2 separate regions of the Gossypium hirsutum genome follow, and region 2 is linked to region 1. Evidence: chromatin contacts called from public Hi-C data. All regions are on one chromosome and are shown on one strand. The core of a region is the stretch at or near the end of the contact, and the rest is flanking DNA. Distances in the headings are between cores, read along the strand shown. Region 1 holds the start of LOC107939539 (nudix hydrolase 8). Region 2 holds the start of LOC107929403 (homeobox-leucine zipper protein HAT4-like).

Region 1 (3,599 bases), core at 445-2,944:
TTCCCTCAACTTTTTGTCAATTCATCCAACTTAAGTGCTAATTGTCAACCGCTTAAGTTCTCATCTACTTCCAATCTCTCTATTTTCTCTAAAAGTATCAGTATCCAACATTTATAAGGTATGAAACCATATAAGACTTATATGTAGTTCATGAGCACTCAAGTCTGGATAACATAGGTTTAGTGAAGCCAGTGAAACATTTGTGCCATGTTTTAATGTCTGGAAGATACCTTGATAGCAACTGGAACAAGATCTGATTTTTCCACTGGCAACTTCAGCCAAATTCCCTTCTTTCCCTGCAGATAATGAATTAAGATCAGTAATATCCTAAACTTACTGCTGTCCGGCCATCTCTTGATAATAAAAAGTTGCATTTTTATGTCATGACTTCACCTAAAAATTGTCCTTCTTAAATACCTACATGTCTCTCGAGGTTTTGTCACCAAAGGTTGTGACATACCCGTCACAATATAAATACAGGGAAGCACTATGGTTAAAGACTTGGGAGGCAAAGAAAACAAAGCACAGACAGAGATTTATATCACCTTTGATTTCCAGTGAGAAATTGAGAAACTAAGCATGGAAGCAAAGACAGTTGAATTAGCTGGTAATCTTTCTGAATCAACAATGACTCCACCATATTCATCATCAAAAGAATCCAATATTCTCAAATTCCTCGAAAACAAACTTGAATTTGTGCCATTAATCTGATATAATAAATTTCCTGCTCCAAGTTTTTCTTCATCAACTGAACTGACAGCTTGCTTTGGCACATAACTGTAGTTCGGAGTACTTGAATGAGAAGCCTTCGGAGATATACCTGAAATCATTACTTTCCAATCAATGGCATCTTAAGCTAATCATTTCCCTACATGAAACAGAATCAAAACAGGACAACTAATCCTCAACTTTATGTTCTGTTTTACATCAGGAATCGGACAAAAATTGAATTGACTGAACATAACCTGCCAGGCCCTTCTAATTAAAAGTATAAGAATTTAAAATTACCTCTGCAAGAACTGAAGTGTGGGGTGGATTTAACTTCAACCAATGGCCTGAAACTCGAAAACTGGCTTGAATTTGTCCTTTCAAGACGTGCTATCTCAGACATTGGCATATACTTTGAACTAAAAAAGCTGCACTCCATTTATGTCAGTATGCGAAACTCTCAAACGACTTTTAAACACCAACCCTGACCTAAACCCCCACTGGTTTAACGATACCCTAACTGCATAATACATATAAATTATCCTGACATATATAAAAACAAAACGATTGTAACTATCAGAATAATTTTGATTCCAGAAAACAAGAAAGATTTATAGAATTTAACGTTGCCAAAGACAACGGATTGGCCAAAGAGATTGCTTGAGAAATTAAAACACCACTTTGAAAATGTAGTGAGAGGGGGGAAAACAAACAAACAAACAAACACATGAAGCTTGATGAAGAGAATCCTTGGAACAAGGTTTAATGCTGGAGACAAGCCTCGTAAGCCATGAGTAAGCCTATATAATCTTTACCTAAATTAGCAAAACAAAATGAATAAAGTTAAAAAAAGTTAAGAGTGATGTGTTTGGTGAAGCTGTGGTGAGAAATGGGTGTTGGGTGATGGATCACAATCAAAAAGAAAGAGCCAACTTTATATATATGAAGATCTGCAATTCATTCACGGCTGAAATGAAAGAAAAAAGAGGGAACTTGGGAACTGATTTGTTTGGTAGCTATTTTAATTGTGGCTCCCACTAAATTGGAGCATCCCTTAATTATATTTTTCGACTCTTAGCTGAAGGGGAGATTCGAAATTCAATTTTTAAAATTATTTTTTATATAAATTAAAAAAATTATATTATAAGTATAAATACTTATTCATTTTTAGAATGGTTATAGTAAAAAGTTATTATAAAAAATAAATTATATTTATAATATATTTATTTATAAAAGATTATGACTAAAAATTTATTCATATAACATATTTATATGTTCATGTTATATATTATAAAAATAATATATTTATTCATAAAAAGTATTATTGTTTTTTATCATAATTTATTTATAAAAAATATTATGAAAGTTTTAGACAATTTATAAAAAAAATTAATAAAGATTATATATTTTAAATTTTATATTAATTTTTATTAAATTTAGATATTATAAAAAGTGATATAATTTAGTATAAAATTTTCTTCAAATTAAATTTATAGAAATTTTTATAATTAAAGCTAAAGACTATTTAGACTATGAACTCAAATATTATAAGATCGATGTTAATTATGTAAATAGAAAAAAAAATTTACATCATATCGTAGGATATAATACAATTAGAGAGAATGGTGCGATAAATAAAAATTGTAGACAATTTGCGAACTCTTTAATATGAAACATTATTTGACTTATAATCTTTTAAAAAAAAAACTATACACTTGATATAATTTAAAGTATATATCTTTCATTTTAATACAATATTCCTTAAATCGAAAAAATTTGTACAGCGTTATATTGTCGCGTGGTATGCACACCCTTCTCACGCGTGTGAAACTATCGAAGTAGCATTCTTTTTATTTTTAATTATTTTTTGGTTTAGTGAGTAAAAATTGCGTGGATAGCATTACCACACGTGAGTTTCTGATGTCTGGTCGAGGCTTTTGAGAGAACTGCTGGACACTTGTTTTTCTGGTGCTGCTCGAAAAGGTTTTGATCCCATACTGCAGGAAACATTATAGTAGAGAAGTACACTCTATTTAGCCATCAGAATTTGTGATGAAATGACTCATCACACCCGTCTAATTGATAATCTTTATTTATCTAAGGGAACAGTGCTAGATTTCTTAGCAACCTAATTCTATTATTTGGAAAATAAGGATTCAAATATGAACAGTAAGGATAGTTTATTTAATTATGAAATAAGTGAGGGACCCATATAATACTTTGCATGATGAATTGTGTTGAAGCCCACTTGTAATGAATGATAGTGACGGCTACCAAAATCAATCTCATAATAACAATGCTTTTTTCCTTAATCCATCAATGATCTTTACATTAATCGCCTTGAAAAAAATTAAAGTTTGTAAACTTCAAAGTATTTAAACCTACTAATTACTTATGTTATTAAGATTTTTCAATGTTTTTTAAATAATTTACACAGTAATTTGTTTTAGAAAACTACAAAGGGAAGGGTTCACATTTATCACGTTTAATTCATTGCGTATGTGAATGGACCCAACCACCTCACCTAACTGTTTTCCACTATACCAAAATATAAAATTAATAGTAAAAGAATTACGTATATCAACATTTTATTCAAGCTAAATTTAATAGATGTGAGCTCTAATATGTGTTTTACATGTGTTTAAAATTAATTAAAGTTTTCTTTTATTAATCCAACGATGGTATTTGATTAAGTGATCATGTATTTTTTTTTCAATCAATTGATTTCTTTTTCTCAAAGTAAAAATCATAGAATATTTTAGGACAAAAACGTCTCTTCTTATTACAACAATACAAACAAATTCATATTTGTTTTTTTTAATGAAAACGAATTTATTAACTTATGGAGGTAGACATCACTTAGGTTAATTTGTTTTCAATTTGATTAAGGT
Region 2 (3,399 bases), core at 480-2,979, 130 kb before region 1:
AAAATTTACTTAGCCCATGCTTGCCCTCAAGTATGGTTCCTATCCACTGTGAAAAGTAAATCCTGCCATGAAAGAAATTCTACTCCAAAGTTTTATAAAAATTAGTCAAAATTCATTCGAAAAATAAAGAGAACCCTTAGCTTGATTTAAGTAAAATTGAAAAAGTGTTCCAATTAACACACACAAAAATTAGGACTAACTTGGATTATTTCTTGAAAATTAGGTAATTTACCAAACCTATCAAGACATCTTATTTAGTTCTCCCTTTAGTATCCAAATTTTATTAATGCATCTTTTTTTTAATATTTCAAATTTATTTATTTACTTTCACTTAGCAATATACTGAACCTTTTGACACGAAAAGAGATGACAACCCAAGCACCCCACCCTGGTTACTCAGCCCAGCACATTCCTAATTTTATTATTCCTAATAACATATCGAACCTTTTGACGCGAAGAGAGATGACAGCGAAGTACCTCATTTCGGTTACTCAGCCCAACACATTCTTAGAAATTAATTCCGGTTAGCGGAGTTTTACCTAACACGTCACACAACCTTTTGATGCGAACTAAAATGACAACCCAAGCACCTTACCCCGATTACTCAATTAGTCACGTCTTAAGCTGTACTCATAACCACAGAAATATTATTATTAATAAACGAAATCTTAATTTTGGAGGACTTAGAAAAAAAACAATCAAGTGTCAAAAATAAGTTTTAGTAATCACCTTAATAGTCATGAACATATTTTGAGCATGCAAATGTATTAAGTGTCCTATTGTATTTAGACTTAATCAAATTTACCAAAATTAAGATAAGGTTAACTCTATTTAATCCCTCTGCTTTATAAAAAAACCTCAAAAACTTATCTAATAGTTGATACACTTGGAATTAACAACAATCAATAGTTTAGGAACAACTATTCAATTTTAATTTAACTTAAGCATTAGTAAAATAGAAAGATGGAGTGTATGATGAGAAAAGAGCACCTATGATTTTTAATCTTTTTTAATGGAATATGAGTATTATCTAAAAAAAAAACTATGATTTTTGTATTGAAAATAATAAATGAATTTTAAATTGAATTAAAAGGAGATTGCTACATTTATAATACTCAAAAGTTGTGAATCATGCCTTTATTAATGCATTTATTGGTCAAGATTTTAATTGGCCACCAAAGCGTGGTAAATGCCACCCCCGTTAGAAACGAAATGGAAAGTTAATTTGGGTGTAAATTAGGTAAGCAGATAATTAAGTAACAAGTCAAAGATTAGACAATATATAAAAGCAAACATTAAGAATGATGAATTTCACAATATCTTTATTTACTTATTAATGAGACAATATGCAAAACGTTTATATAATAAAGAGCATTTAGAAAGGTAAATGGTTAAAAAAGGTTAAAAGTGAGACAAAGGAGCATAGGGGGAAGGGGTAGGTATTATTTTGGGGAGCAAATTGCCATGATTGAGATAATTGGCCTCCTCAATGACAGCAAGTCATCATCGAACTTTCACTTGCACTCCATTCTTTAGCTTTCTATATAATACCCCCCTTTCTCACATCCCCAACCCATCATCACCTCCCTTCCCCCCCCCCCTCTCTCTCCCCCTTATCAAAGCCCAAGTCTTTTCCTTTCCTTTTTTTCTCTCTGTTTCTCACCCTTTTTCATACAGGGAAAAGAAGAAAGAAGCTTTGTTTGGCAAAAGAGAAAATAATCTAAAACGATGGTGGGAAAAGAAGATCTGGGTTTGAGTCTCAGTTTGGGTTTTCCTCAGAATCGCCACTCCTTGCAGCTGAATCTAAGGCCTTCTTTGATTCCTTCCTCCGTTGATTCTTGCTCTTCGGTCCCTTCTGGGTTTACAGCCATTCACAAATCATTATGGAACGATGTTTCTGCTCCTTCAGGTTTGTTTCTTAACTCTCTTCTTTTTTTCCCCTTTGGTTTCCCGAGAACCAAACAAACCTTAAAGAAATCAATTTCTTTGCGTCCTTCAATGCTCTACTGTCACCCAACCAAAATATTTTCCTCATGCTTGAAGTAGCTTTTTTGACAATCGTTTTCACATGCAGACCCCCACCCTAAAATCTGCTACTTTTTTCTAGATCTAAGCCTGAAAATTCTTTTTCTTTTCTTCAATAATCAGATAAAGTTTCCATTTTTTTCTGAAAAAGTACAGTATTTGCATGCAGATCCTAACGCAGAATCTTTCCGAGGCGAGACTAGATCATTTCTTAGAGGAATCGACGTGAACAGATTGCCATCTACGGTCGATTGCGAAGAAGCAGCTGGAGTTTCATCTCCGAACAGCACGATATCGAGTGTGAGTGGGAAAAGGAGCGAAAGGGAAGGCACTAATGGAGATGAGCTTGATATTGAAAGAGCTTGTTCTCGTGGCATCAGTGATGAGGAAGATGGTGACGCTTCGAGAAAAAAACTTAGGCTTTCGAAGGATCAGTCTGCTATTCTTGAAGAAAGCTTTAAAGAAAACAACACTCTGAACCCAGTAAGTAATTCCAACGCAAGCTTTGATGTTATAATATAACTGTTTTCTTAGTAACCAAACAGAAAATATTTGGAGTGGTTTTTTTGGTAAATAAGCTAATAAAACGATGGCTGTTTTGTATCTTTACAGAAACAAAAGATGGCTTTGGCTAAGCAGCTGGGATTGCGACCCAGACAAGTTGAAGTTTGGTTCCAAAACAGAAGGGCGAGGTAGAACGATTTGCCTTGTTAGTAAATTTACTGTTATGTCCTTCTGGTGTAACATTATTTACTAAATACTGGACTTCTTAAAATTCTTTTTGCAGGACCAAGCTGAAGCAAACTGAGGTTGACTGTGAGTTCCTAAAGAGATGCTGTGAGAATCTGACGGAGGAAAACAGGCGGTTGCAGAAGGAAGTTCAGGAGCTGAGAGCACTGAAACTTTCTCCTCAGTTCTACATGCAAATGACCCCACCTACGACCCTCACCATGTGCCCATCGTGTGAGAGAGTAGGTGCATCATCCACCGTTGATCCAAGATCCCATCATCAGCTACCCCAGAACCACCACAGGGCCATCCCCATCAACCCTTGGGCTCCGGCTGCTGCCCCAATCCCTCATGGACCGTTGGATGCTCTTCGGCTTCGATCGTAATTTTTCAACCAATGCTCAAGGGCGTTTTTGTCAAATGTTTAAAAAAAAAAAGAAGCATCACAAATTGAGTACGGAGAATATTTAGTGCTTTTTAGAGCATCGTACCAATCCCATGTTCAAAGCTCTTTAAGGTCTAAGATATGGTGGTTAGAATGTGATTTTGGTGGGACATCATGTTTTGTATTATTGGACCCACCTAAATCTAATCCCTGTTTAATGTTAACATATTCAATTAGTTTAATTTTTTTTAATGTTAATC

Evidence for each region. Hi-C and Micro-C count contacts between places; a contact is called where the count stands out from the background.
Region 2: a contact with region 1 is called in a Hi-C map of callus, with 2.0 times the contacts expected there. The contact joins the promoter of LOC107929403 here to the promoter of LOC107939539 in region 1. A contact is called at or near these places in 2 of 34 Hi-C or Micro-C datasets (callus and leaf).

What each region holds. Positions count from the first base shown.
Region 1 is chrA08:114,294,569-114,298,167 of Gossypium_hirsutum_v2.1, reverse strand. LOC107939539 (nudix hydrolase 8) reads right to left here and starts at 1,694. Exons shown (of 9, transcript XM_016872883.2): 1 at 1,009-1,694; 2 at 546-820; 3 at 231-296. The coding sequence starts at 1,147.
Region 2 is chrA08:114,427,392-114,430,790 of Gossypium_hirsutum_v2.1, reverse strand. LOC107929403 (homeobox-leucine zipper protein HAT4-like) reads left to right here and starts at 1,729. Exons shown (of 4, transcript NM_001327301.1): 1 at 1,729-1,909; 2 at 2,195-2,508; 3 at 2,638-2,717; 4 at 2,813-3,140. The coding sequence starts at 1,729. The coding sequence ends at 3,140.